Linked DNA regions of Mus musculus: regions 2, 3 and 4 are each linked to region 1. Evidence: chromatin contacts called from public ChIA-PET and HiChIP or PLAC-seq data. All regions are on one chromosome and are shown on one strand. The core of a region is the stretch at or near the end of the contact, and the rest is flanking DNA. Distances in the headings are between cores, read along the strand shown. Region 1 overlaps Cotl1 (coactosin-like 1 (Dictyostelium)). Region 2 holds the start of Hsdl1 (hydroxysteroid dehydrogenase like 1). Region 3 holds the start of Mbtps1 (membrane-bound transcription factor peptidase, site 1). Region 4 overlaps Usp10 (ubiquitin specific peptidase 10).

Region 1 (3,236 bases), core at 481-2,980:
CTAGATGGGAAGCGCATACCACTTGTGTCAGGCCTTTTGTTGGGGCGGGGGCCTGTTTGCCTGCCTGAGCTGCCTCTTCCAATTTCCCAGATGGGGAGGGACTGCCCTTGGAATAGCAGGAAAGAGGACCCTCAGCGTTGTCTCCAGGGCTGTCCATAGGTCACTTGAGACCATAAATGAGCTTGGATGGAAACTGGTAAACTCATTTAGAAAGATGTATAGGGAAGGGCTGGATCATAGGTATGGGAGATGCAGAAGGTTCCTGGAGTCAGGTAGGGTGTGGGGATAGGTGTTAGCTAAAGACTGGGAGTGACTGCCATTGGTCCAACCACATGAAGTCCTCACCGTGGTCCAAGGGGTAGGAATGATTTCCTAGGCTTTACCATATTCCTGCTGGGGGGGATGTGAGTCTGCACACACCCCTGACTTCAGCTGGGCAGTGTGGTCTCTTGTGGGGTGAGGAGAACAGAGCCAGGTTCATCAGCCCCGAGCCAGGCTCGTGGCGAGCAAGGCCGCAGTCTGACTGATTGTTGATGAGAGACATCAGCCCGTAGCGAAGACCCAGGCTCTGTCTCGGAACCACAGTATGGCTTGGGCTCCAGTGGCCTCAGAAATGCTAGCTGCCTGCCTTGGTCACTTGGAGGGAAAACCATTCAACCCAAGATGAGGGACTCTTGATTCTGCCTTCTAACTTTGAGGTTCCCCAGAACAGCAGGAGTGGAAGGTCGTGACCTGGGGGGTGGGGATGGGGAGGCTGGAACGTGTGATCGGCACCCCCACACTGCTCTCCCACAGTAATAGTCCCAGAGGATCCGTCTCTGGCCTCTGCAGGCAGCAACTATAAAAAACGAATCTGCAGACAAAGTTGTCTTCTGTGGCAGCAGAGAGGAGAGAATGTCCCGTGTGGCTGACCCCACGTGGCTGTTCTGTCAACTTTGGAGACTTGGAAGCATTCGCTTCATGGCGATTTGGTTTTAAATGTGCCTCAAGGTTCGAGGTGTTTTTTTTTTTTTTTTAAGTTTGGGACAGTGAATATGTGTGCACGTACGTGGTGTATCTCTGGTAGAGTATAGACGATTTTGCCTATTTACATTTCTTGCTCTGTACCATTCACTAGTCTGATCTCCTTTTTGAGACGGAGTCACATGTACTAACTTTGTGTGGGGATTTGTGCACACCACAGCAGCATGTGGAGTCTGGACAGCGTGCAGGGGCTGGCCTCTCCTTTCATGGGGGGGGGGGGGGGGCGGGGCAGGGCGGGGATCTGAGATCATCAGGCTTCGAGACGAGTGCCTTTACCTTCTGAGCCATCTCCCCACCCAGTCTCGAATTTCTGATCCTCTTCTCTCTGGGATTACAGGCCTGCGCCAACACGCCAGGTTTATGAAGTGCTGGGGCTTGAACCCAGGGCTCTGTGCACGCTAGGCATGCCCTCCGCCAGCTGAGCCACGTGCACAGCCCCTGTTTGTTTGTTGAGACAGAGTTTTGCTATGTAACACAAACTGGCTTCAGACTGGTGGGCAGTCAGTCTCCTGCTCTCTGGGCTTGCATCCCACACTGCCTGGTTGTAGTGTGACCACGGGACAGCTCTTGTGGTTTTAGCCATAGCTGCACCCAGCCCTTAGAACTTCCCTTTAGATTTCTTAGTCCTTATCTTGTCTTCCTAAACTCTTGTTCCTGACCCAGACTTCAGGTTCTTCTTTACATTGCCATATAAGGCTGTCAAACAAGCAGAGGACTTTGAACTTCCTCTTAGGCTTCTTGCCCCATTGACTTCCTTGCTGGGGCACCCGCGCCCCTCCCCCGTGCCGCTGGCCTGGGAGTTGAGACACAACTCTCTATTCTCTTTCCAGACCTGGGGTCCACTGCCTTCCATGGTCTGGGTCACATGCATAAGCTTAGCAGTGCTGGCCCTGGGGCTGCTGGGAAGGGTCTTTGAATTTGGGGCTGCATAAGGCTGTCTCAGCTCTGCCCCCAGGGCCTTATCGTAACCTGGTAAAAGGCTAATGTATTGAGGGTGGATTCAGTCAGATTGTGTGAGGCTTGCCTCTCTTGGCAAATATTAACCCCTCCTCCATATCCTGCCATGTCTTGGTGGCCTTGCTCATGGTATCTAGGAAGCCGAGAACGTGATCTTTCTGGTGCTATGGCGACTTTGCTGATTTTGGTTTTTATTGATGTAAAATCCATTTAATGTAAAAGTAAGCTCTTTAACCACCCCTCCCTAGTTCCAAAGCATTTTGCTCCCTTTCTTGATATCTACATATAGTAGTTGGGGGTGAGGACAGTGCTGGGGCTTGAACCCGCGCCCTCCTGCCTGCTAAGGTAAGCACTGAACTGAGCCACACTCCTGCTCTGAGGCTGTAGTCCCAGGTCTGTGACCTTGGGCAGGCATTGTGGTCTTCAGACTCTGTCTTGTTTGTAAAAGAAAAATAATCTTGATTGTCTTTGAGAATTTTTATCTTTTGGTTTTTCGAGACAGGGTTTCTTGTGTAGCCCTGGCTGTCCTGGAACTCGCTCTGTAGACCAGGCTGGCCTCGAATCCCAGAGAGCCACCTGTCTTTGCCTCCTGAGTGCTGGGACTAAAGGCATATGCCACCAGTTCCTGGTGTCTTTTGGAATCTGAAAAGCTGCCATTGGGCTGGTGTGGGGCAGAGTGAGCTGCTCTTCTGACCCCTGCTGGCTTGCAGTCACCTCCACGAACTGTGCAGTTTTACCACAATGCGTCTTAGATGACATCTGCCGTTTCCTGTTTTGTCTCCCACCCCTGGTCACCTCTGGTCTGCTTTCTCTGTGGATTTGCCTTTTTTGGACATTTCCTGTCAGAGGAACCAGACAGTGGGTGGCTCTTCATGTCTGTCTGTTTTTGCCCATGTTCAGGGATTTGTTCGCCCATGTTGCACCGGGCATTAGAATTTCATCGATGACTAATTAATGCGTCACCATTTGGAACGTCCATGCATTGAGGGTCTGCCTTACCCTCTCTTCTCATCTGATGGCTAGCTACCTGGGGTGCTTGGCTGTTTGGGGTGAATCACGTAGCTGTGAAGTCTGGGCATGTGTGTCTGTGCCCGGGTGATTTCATTTCTCTCAGGCAGAGCTTTCAGTGTCCAGCCCTAGGGTCATAGTTGCAGTTTTCCATATTTTGACACTGTAGCTTGGTCTCAGTACCACAGCACAGTGTGTGTGTGTGTGTGTGTGTGTGTGTGTGTGTGTGTGTGTGTGTAGCGATTATG
Region 2 (2,922 bases), core at 113-2,612, 240 kb after region 1:
AGAAGTTCATCAAGCCCCCCCCCTCTCTCTTTCTAAAAAGATTTATTTTATTTATATGAGTACATTGTATCTGTCTTCAGACCCACCAGAAGAGGCCATGGATCCTATTATAGTTGTGAACCACCACGTGGTTGCAGGGAATTGAACTCAGGACGTTTGGAAGAGCAGTCAGTGTTCTTAACCGCTGAGCCAACTTTCCAGCCCGCAAGCCCATTTCTCTTACCAGGGACAGCAGAAGGGCAGCTCTGGGACAGGGCAAGAGCTCTGTCTCTCCCCACTTTGGTTCAGAGATAACTGTGATGCAGTTTGCTGTGTAAATCTCCCCCCTACCCCTTTTGCCAGGTGTGAGCACCTACAGTTCCCACTCCTGTAAACGTGTTTAATTGCTCAAAGTGTAACTTAGGGGCGGCAACATAAAAACAACTCACTGATAAAAGCACACACAAGAACAGGGTGTGATCAGTTTGATCGCTCAAACCTGTGTAAAAGAAGCAAGCTTTGTTCTGGGCTGGTCTCTCCTTGGATGTTAGAACCCTGTGCACACTATTAAATATGAAAGACATTTTCCAGGGCCTGGAGAGATGGCTCAGCGGGTAAGAGTACTGACTGCTCTACAGAAGGTTCCGAGAGTTCAAGTCCCAGCAATCACATGGTTGATCTTAACCTCTGCATGTATGTACTTCTGAGATTCAAACTCAGGTCTGGAGGATTGTGTTGCAAGCACTTTTACCCTGCAAGGCGCCTCTAGAAGCCTTAGATAAATGTAACGTCAAGAGCTGATGAACTCTCTGTACTTGTGGTTTGTTGAATGACGCTGAACACTGTTTGGGAACTGTGTCTTACACTCATTGCAAACAATTCCCAGCCACAGGAAGGTATCTAATAAATTATCATGGAATAAATAATGGGTCTTCTATATGTACTGGATTGATCATATCAATAAAGGTGCTGTTCTTGTAGCTGTATGGATGGGTATGTGTGAGGGGTGCTGGTTGTCCCCAGCTGAGTGAAATGGGCATGTGTGAGGGACACGAGCCCTCGCCCCTTTGGCTTCCCAGCGCTAAGGCACCTTCTTTACGGATCCCTGGCCCCGCGTCGCCGTGATCGCCTGCCGACTCCTCCAGACTGGGCTCCGCCACGCTGTCCACCGGCGGCTCAGAGACTTCGGGGTGCATGCTCACTCCTGGCCCGACCACTCAGCCCTAATACTCTACGGTCCGCGTCGTTGGCTGTCCAACGCTTTCCCGGTCGCCGCGGCAACCAGTGCGCACGCGCAGTCAGTTACGCCGCCGAGGGCGGGCCTAGCCGAGGGGGGGCCACGGGGGAAACTGCACCCGGGCGCGTGCGCGGATCACGTGGGTAGCGGACCTGCGGTGGTGTCCCGGGGCGGCGGCCGCGCGGGCAGCGGGCGGGACGGGCTTCGGAGACCGCGCCTCTCGCTGCAGGTATTGCGCCCGCGCCCCTCACGCCCCTCGCGCCCCGCTTCCGTCCCTGGCCACGCCCCCTGGACCCCGACCCTCGGGAACGCCCTCCCCCCCGCCGCGCCCCGTAGCGGGGAACTCTGGTTCCGCGCTCTAGGCAGCCGCTCAGCTCCCTGAGCAGGTGTCCCGGGCCTGGTCCTCGGCAGGAGGCTCGCACAGGCGACACGCCCCGGGACGGCCCTTTTGTCGGTGTCTCTTTATCCTCCTTTATTCCTGGTCGCTAGGTCTAAGTAGGTTCTAAGTCTCAGGACTGATGCAGAATGGCCGCGCTGCTGAAGAAAGCGCGCAGCTTCTGCAGAGCCCGGTGGGTTTTGCAGAGTCGCTGGGCCGTGCCCGGCGCCACTGGGGAGGGATGGGACACTAGCAGGGAGTCCCTGTTCTGCTACCAGGACTCAGCCGCACCCCTGGGCGGTGACCGCAGCGGGTTCGGGTTCCCACGGGGAGTCTCAACGACCACCTGCCAGGGCTCTGGGCCGAGCCTTCGCTGAGATCCTGGGATGTCGTTGCGTCCGTTTCCTTCCTCTTGTGTAGTACACCCGGGTGCGATTGAGGAAGGGGATAAAGTGAAGCCGCGGGGACAGCGCTCTTAGCTTCTTCATAAACTCGGGTCAGTACGAATAGGGGTCGCTAGCATCGAACCCTGAGCGATGATCCTGCCTAGTGGCTCCGGTTTATTGAGGGGTGGCGGGAAGGCACTGTTGCAAATGCTTTTTATGCGTCACCTCATCGAATTCTCGTTGTAGGGGAGAAGCGTTAGCCGCTTTTTACAGGTGGTGGTGTTGTAACTTCATTCCCAAGGGTGGGATGGCTTTTTCAGAGTGACCCTAGTCATTGCTAAAATATTACAGACGCGCCATGTCCAACGTTACTTTATCAGTGGAGGGTGTGTGTGTGTGTTGGGGCGGGGGGAGTGTTGTTTATTTATGTGTGGGTGTGGAGGCTACGGGTCAGTGTCTGTCACTTGCAACCTTATTTTTCGAGAAAACGTCTCTCACAGAACTCAAGAGTTTTCTTTATGTTTGACTGACTGACTGGCCCCCAGGGTCCTCTCGTCTGCTCCTTTCTTCCCAATACTGAAATTACAAATTGGTTCTGCTTACATACCCACTCTTAGATACTGCTGGGGACCTCAGCTCAGGTCCTTAAGCTTGCACAGCAAAAACAATCTGCTGAGCCATCTAACCAGTCCCCAGTGCATATTTTTTTAATTGAGGCAAAATTCATGTAACGAGATCCATCATTTTAGCCATTTTGAAATGTACAATTCAGAACTTTGTAGTTAGGTAGGTTTCACCGCCCTATTTCCAGATAATTTCCACAACCACAAAAAGGGATTCCACCTCATGGGCTGCAGTTTGGGCTCATCTTGCCCCTTGTGTTTTCTGTGTCTCTGGATTTCCTTATTGCAAACACGCTTTATACATGTGACCGTATGCTGAAT
Region 3 (2,961 bases), core at 6-2,505, 250 kb after region 1:
TCCTTTAGCTAAAGTCTACTGTATGCAGGCTTAATGGGTCCTTTATGACATCAACTTATTGCTCCCAGCTTCTCCTGAGCCAGCAAGGGTCTTCTAATTACTGGGCTTCAGGCATCTGAAGGACAGAAGACCTTGGGGAGAGTGTGGCGAATCAGCAGGGAGACATCAGGCCAAGAGCAAGATTCAAGTCTCAGGGCAGAGAGTGGGCAGGCAATGGGGTTGCCACAGCGAGTTTCCGGAATGATGGGTTATCCATAGGATTCTGGAACCTGGGAATAAATGCGGTCTATCCTTTTCAATGTGTGGGGCTACTGTCTCAGAACCGCCCTTTTAAAATCTCGTTTGTATGTCTGTGTAGGATTATGTATAGGCGTGCAGGTGCCCTCAGAGGCCAAAAACCTGATCCCTCCGAAGCTGAAGTTACAGTGAGCAGGTTCTGGGATGGAAACTTGGCTCCTATACAAGAGTACTGTCCCCTCTTACATGCACTCTTCTGACTGAACACCTGAGGGAAAACACAAGAGTGCTGCACAAGGTCCCCTCCATACCCTGACCTAAATCCTGGGTCCGGATCCCCTTTTCTTGAGTTTGCTCGGCTGGAGGTCCCAATGCAAAACCCAGTTTCCATACCAGGTTTGGCAGCCAAGGTGAGCTTATGAGCCTAGGACTCAGGGTTTGTCTCCTCCATCCTGTTTGCTTCAGTCACAGTCCCCGAGCACACTTAGGTTGTGCCAGGGCCAAGAGTGATCGATCCAGCTCAGTACTAAGGCTGAGAATGGGCCCGTTCTACAGGTGGCTAAATTGCTCAAGTGCGTTTTACCAGACGAAATTCACCTTGATCCTGTTTGTTCCAAATGGTAAATAGTTGGTGTTACAAACGTCCTGTTTCTCAAGATGCTGATGCACCCTCCTGGCAGCAGTAATAAACTGGGGCCATGGGAGTAGTTCAGGAGAACACATAGATTGGATAGGCGCCGTCCCACTTCAGCCGCGCAAAGGTGCTCGCACCCTTCCTGAGTTTCCAGGCCAGGAAACCTGGAGAAACCTAAACCACCAGGGTTCCCTATATATACCCAGAGAGGGCGATTTGGCCTCGCCCTCGGCTCCGCCCCTTCCCGACCCCTCCCCCAAGACCGCAAATGTCGCGAGAGCTCCGCACAGCCTCTCGCCTCGGTGCCGGGCCGTCAGGAGCGCGCACGCAGGTCGCGGGCGCGCAGAGCACGCCGGGCCGTCGTAACCCCCCCACGCCCCAGCGGCGTGGTCTCGCGAGACTTGCGAGTAAACATCCCCCGAATGGAGACCCGAGGCGTGTTCGCGGCGGAGCCGCCGTTCTCCCGGGTCCGCCGACCCCGAGCCTGAGGCGGACGCAGGTACGTTTGCCGGCGGCGGCCGAGAGCCGGACGCGCCCTAGGCTCAGCCGTCCGCTGCCCGCGCGGGGGCCGCCGGCTACCGCAGCTGCTTCCCCAGAAATTGGCCCGGAGCGGCGGCGGCGGCTGCGGCGGCCTGGCCTGCGCCTGCGCGCCGCGGTGCGCAAGCGCCGTTCGCCTCCGCAGGGCCCTGCGGTCGCGAGCCCCGGGGAACCGAGCTGCAGCTCAGTGCACATCGCGGCTCGGACTCGCATTTGCTGTAGGTGTTTTTGAGTGGCGCTTTGAAGGGACGGGAGGAGCACTTGAAGATTTCATTCTGGGATCAGCCTCGCTAGCAACCCCTAGGTTTGGAGGCGAATGAAAAAGCCGGACAGAGAAAAGCATAAAAATCTGCAAAACTAGTCGGGGGGGGAAAAAGTTAATATTTAAGACAAGGTCTGAGTAGCTCAAGCTGGCTTTGAACTCCTGATCCTCACGTCTCTGCCTGGCGCTGGGATTAAAGACGTACAGCGCCACACCACTTACCGTTATTTTTTAAACGCAAGACCGTGATTTCTATAAAGTGTCCTATGTATCACAGGGTCACTTGTATTAAGTGGTCCCGCCCTGTGACTTTGTGTCATCTTGCGGAGCAGTTCAGTCGGCACCACAGCCCGCTTTGAGAACCACTCCCCAGACTCCCGGTACCCTGCTGTGGTTAGAACCGATTTTTAGTCTGCTATTTTAGTCACCGATGGACCTGTCTCCTTAGGTTTGCTTTTTGGGAATAGTGGGTCAAGAGTCGCATGTGGCCTTTGGTGTCTTGTTTCCAGAATTCATCTATGTTGTTGCATAAACCAGTACCTTTTTTTATGGTTGTAGCGTAAGTCAGTATTTCATCTTTTACGGCTGAATGATAGTCCGTTGTTTAATAGCCCACAGTTACCCCTATTCATGTGGAATACCTTTTGCCAAGGTCTTATCTTGCAGTATGTGACACATTTGGCCACAGAGCTAATTTTTTGTGGACTTTTTGGTTTTTGTTTTTGTTTTGAGTGTAAGGGTGAAGTGGCTACTGGAACCTGCACTTTTGCTCATTAGGACTCTCCTGCAGTCTCTAAACACCCCTTATAACCAACAATTTGCTGTTACTATCTAAAAAGTGATGCGGTGTTGGCAGGCCTCCCCCTCGCCCCTCGGGAATGAAGGAGCATGTTTTCTGGTCAGATCTTGTTCATTCTTGGTGCTGTCATATGCTTTATTCTCTGACTCAGTTCTCTCTCCGATGGTCGGCAATCTTTGGACTAGGAGGACCAAAAGGGAAGTCTGTGTGTGTGTGTGTGTGTGTGTGTGTGTGTGTGTGCGCGCGCTTCCTTGATCACACTCCACCTGATTTTTTTTTTTTTTTTTTTTGAGACAGGGACTCAGTGATTCTGGAGCCTCTGATTGAGTGAGACTAAGGGGCCACTGTGTCCCAGGGGCAGTCTACCTCAGCTTTCTGTGTGAGTTTTGGGGACTTAATTCAAGTCCTCGTGCTCCATGGATCATCTTCCCAGCTCCTCTAAGGAATCTCTTCAGTGATTTCTTTTGAGGAGAAAGTTGTATATGATTAGCA
Region 4 (2,794 bases), core at 70-2,569, 130 kb before region 1:
GCAAGGCCGCTGCACTTTTGAGTACAGAGGAATGAACTTCATCAGGTGATACATCGGAGGGCAAGCCACCAATGCCTGCAGGGTCTAAATGTCGGTAAGGAAGTGTAAAGGAAATGAAACAGACACAGAGGAACTTTTCTAAAAGGCACGTAAAAAAAAAAAAAAGATAAGCCAAGGACACTCAGCTACGTGGATATGTAAACACAAAGAGGAGTAAACCACATGAGAAGACAGCTGCCTTGTAAAGGCCATGTAAGGATCCTCTCTCTGTCGGCCGGCTGCAGGACACTCAAGAGCCTAGCTAGCTGAACAAAACACTCCCACTAGTTAGAGCAAAGCCTCTAGTTCTACGCGGCCATTCTGTCCTACTGTCTACCACCACTCCAATGAGAATAGAACATGCCCGACTCTACCCTTCATAAGCCAACAGATCAATCCTCGGACAGAGGGCGGAGAGGCTCCAGAGTACCACCGACCATGAGGCAGGCAGAGTGATGGCCCAGTCTCCGTGCTCAGAGCGCAGGCCGGCAGCCCTGGGGACGCTGCGGCAATCAAACACACCCAGACGGGAGAGTGGGCATGGTGGCCAGGCGCAGGGTTGGCAGCCAGGAAGGATACGGCATTAATGTAGCACCAGTTTCCTTTATTGATCAGCCCACGGGGTTGCAATGACACTGGCTTATGTATTAGGGTTACAGTCTCCAATAACTCTGCAAGAGTGAAGAAGCAAATGAAGACATTAACATTGCAGTCAGAATCCATGCACGGCGTTTCTGAAGTGCTGAGAGTCCTTCAGAAGAGCGTGTCCTCCGAAAGCCTTCACTTAGCACCGCTTTGTTACTAAGTTGGGGTGCAGGGGTGGGGGGCAGTTGTCTTGAACATCAACATTTACAGTTATCCTCTCAGTTTACACTAGGACGCTCCATGGCCAGAGACACCGACACAATAGCTAGCAGCAGAGAGCGGAGGTGGAAGACACTGGCATCCCCACCAAGGCTGACAGCATGCTTCACCAGCTGCTAAGTCCTCTGGATACCAGCTTCAAAGGGACTGTGGGGCAGGAGTGTGCCACCGGGCTCCCAGAAAACCCGGCAGACCACAGTGGGCGCTCAATGGCCGAGTATTAAGTGACAGCAGCAGCTCCTGCCAATCATGGAAGTGAGATCAGCCATTGGTCCACTAACTCCTCACTCCATTCAGAAGTGGGTGGGGCTTCTCTCCTGACACCCCGGAAACCACTTTTTTACAGCTTTAAGAAAGCTGTAAGCTGAGGAAGCACAGTGGGTGGCTTGATGTGGCTCCCATAGATCACTTTATCTGAGAAACTAAACCATTACAGGCTCCAGAGAAGCACCAGACACAGCCACTGAGAGCAGCCCCTTAGTGAAAGGTGTGCAGATCTAAGACAGGAAGACGCATGCTGACAGCTCCCACCAGTCCTGGAGCTGTCCAGTAACACTCAACTGCATAGTCATAACTCTGCCAAAAAGGGACTCTGACACCTCCTCTTACAGATGAGAAAACTGAAGTCACAGCACTGAGCCAGATACAACTGTGGGTCTACCTGGTGGGCTCAGCCGTTCCTAGCACTTGCTGCCAGGCCTGATGATCTGAGTTCACAGCCCCTTGTGGTAGAAACACAACCAACTTCCACAGCCTGACCTCACAAGCACACACACTTGTACATACACACAAACATGCTTGCAAGCACAGAAGGAACAAATAAGTCTAAGGAAGAAATGTTTTTAAATATTATGTAAGGCGGGACGCCCTCTTTCCCCCTCCCACTGCCTTCTGCCACCTGTTCTTGGGCTAAACAAGGATCCATAGTACAGCAATGATCACAGTAACCTCCAAACCTGTGTGTTCAAACAAAAACACACCCCAAAGCAACACCACAGGCTCTACAGCAGCCATCAACGGTGTGGCAAGCTTTTACAGAATTAGAAGCTAGGTCTTCCTACCATGGCTGACCTCTGTAAGAACAGCTAATGCATCCCGCGTGCACCCAAGCCTGCAACTAGCCCCGCTCCAGGCCAGCTCAGACAGGTAATGAAGGGCTCACTGTCCCGGACAGCACCACAGACTGTAAAAGAGTCTGGGGAGTATGCTTCACCTACAGATATACCAAGAGAACAGCTAGATGACTGGAGGCGCAGACATCAGAAAATAGGCAGTGGGGGAAAGGTGTCTGTCTATCCGGAGTAACATAAAGGACAGCAGGAAGTATGAACACTGAATGGCGACTTACACATAGGTATCAGCGTGCTGCAGTCCCAATACTCCCACGGTCACGCACAACCTTCAGGTTCAGGGTGCAGACTAATGGTATCAATATGAAGAAGCAAGCCAGAGATCTGGGTAAGAAGGTGGAAGCCAGTGTACACTGCTCAGTGGGATGCCTGGCCCAGGAGTTAGAGCCACATGGGCGGAGAAAATTCTGTTTTCCTAGTGAAGGCAAAGCCTTCTTGCGTCAGTTGAAGGTCGGAAGGGGTGGGGTACCATGATATTCACACCTGCTTTGGCACGGGCACTGACTGGGCCACATTTTTAAAAAATGAGAGACCTATGTGATGACGCTTGCCTGTAATCCCGGCACTTCGGAGGCAACGGTGGGCATCAGGAGTTCATGATCACTACACAGCAAGTTAGTTCCAGGGCTACAGAGAGACTGCAGGCTAAGGCGAGAATCTCCCCAAATTTGTGGGTACCTGACCTGGGTACAGTATGCAGTGAAGTGGCAGAAACAAAAGACACTGCTTTAAAGACAAGATAGGTGAAAGTAAGACCTTGC

What was found. ChIA-PET counts read pairs in DNA pulled down with a chosen protein or histone mark. HiChIP or PLAC-seq counts read pairs in DNA pulled down with a chosen protein or histone mark.
Region 2: an HNF4G HiChIP or PLAC-seq map of pancreatic cancer cells shows a contact between it and region 1. The contact joins the promoter of Hsdl1 here to the enhancer-like site in region 1. A contact is called at or near these places in 2 of 39 promoter capture datasets (the HPC-7 cell line and neural stem cells) and 2 of 115 datasets of contacts at active chromatin or transcription factors (effector CD8 T cells and pancreatic cancer cells).
Region 3: a FOXA1 HiChIP or PLAC-seq map of pancreatic cancer cells shows a contact between it and region 1. The contact joins the promoter of Mbtps1 here to the enhancer-like site in region 1. A contact is called at or near these places in 2 of 39 promoter capture datasets (cranial neural crest and neural stem cells) and 4 of 115 datasets of contacts at active chromatin or transcription factors (bone marrow-derived macrophages, effector CD8 T cells, memory CD8 T cells and 1 more).
Region 4: a contact with region 1 is called in an RNA polymerase II ChIA-PET map of effector CD8 T cells, with 18 read pairs. The contact joins two enhancer-like sites. A contact is called at or near these places in 1 of 484 Hi-C or Micro-C datasets (the G1E-ER4 cell line), 2 of 115 datasets of contacts at active chromatin or transcription factors (the HPC-7 cell line and effector CD8 T cells) and 3 of 9 other capture datasets (adipose tissue, liver and pancreatic islet).

What each region holds. Positions count from the first base shown.
Region 1 is chr8:119,811,610-119,814,845 of GRCm38.p6, reverse strand. All of the region lies in intron 3 of Cotl1 (coactosin-like 1 (Dictyostelium)), which reads left to right. Among named protein-coding and RNA genes, the nearest start is that of Cotl1, 27 kb to the left of the region's middle. Within about 2 kb of position 1,730, at least 163 of the 459 cell types and tissues checked have an H3K27ac peak or open chromatin away from gene starts, as enhancers often do. A contact at or near this core is called in the G1E-ER4 cell line, the HPC-7 cell line, bone marrow-derived macrophages and 3 more, where this site is marked.
Region 2 is chr8:119,573,615-119,576,536 of GRCm38.p6, reverse strand. It overlaps Hsdl1 (hydroxysteroid dehydrogenase like 1), which reads left to right and starts at 1,362. Exons shown (of 5, transcript NM_175185.5): 1 at 1,362-1,445. It overlaps Dnaaf1 (dynein, axonemal assembly factor 1), which reads right to left and starts at 1,302. Exons shown (of 12, transcript NM_026648.4): 1 at 1,070-1,302. The coding sequence starts at 1,175.
Region 3 is chr8:119,557,055-119,560,015 of GRCm38.p6, reverse strand. Mbtps1 (membrane-bound transcription factor peptidase, site 1) reads left to right here and starts at 1,255. Exons shown (of 23, transcript NM_001167910.1): 1 at 1,255-1,370.
Region 4 is chr8:119,944,991-119,947,784 of GRCm38.p6, reverse strand. Usp10 (ubiquitin specific peptidase 10) reads right to left here. Exons shown (of 14, transcript NM_009462.2): 5 at 619-710; 6 at 1-84. Among named protein-coding and RNA genes, the nearest start is that of Usp10, 36 kb to the right of the region's middle. Within about 2 kb of position 1,319, at least 38 of the 459 cell types and tissues checked have an H3K27ac peak or open chromatin away from gene starts, as enhancers often do. A contact at or near this core is called in the G1E-ER4 cell line and effector CD8 T cells, where this site is marked.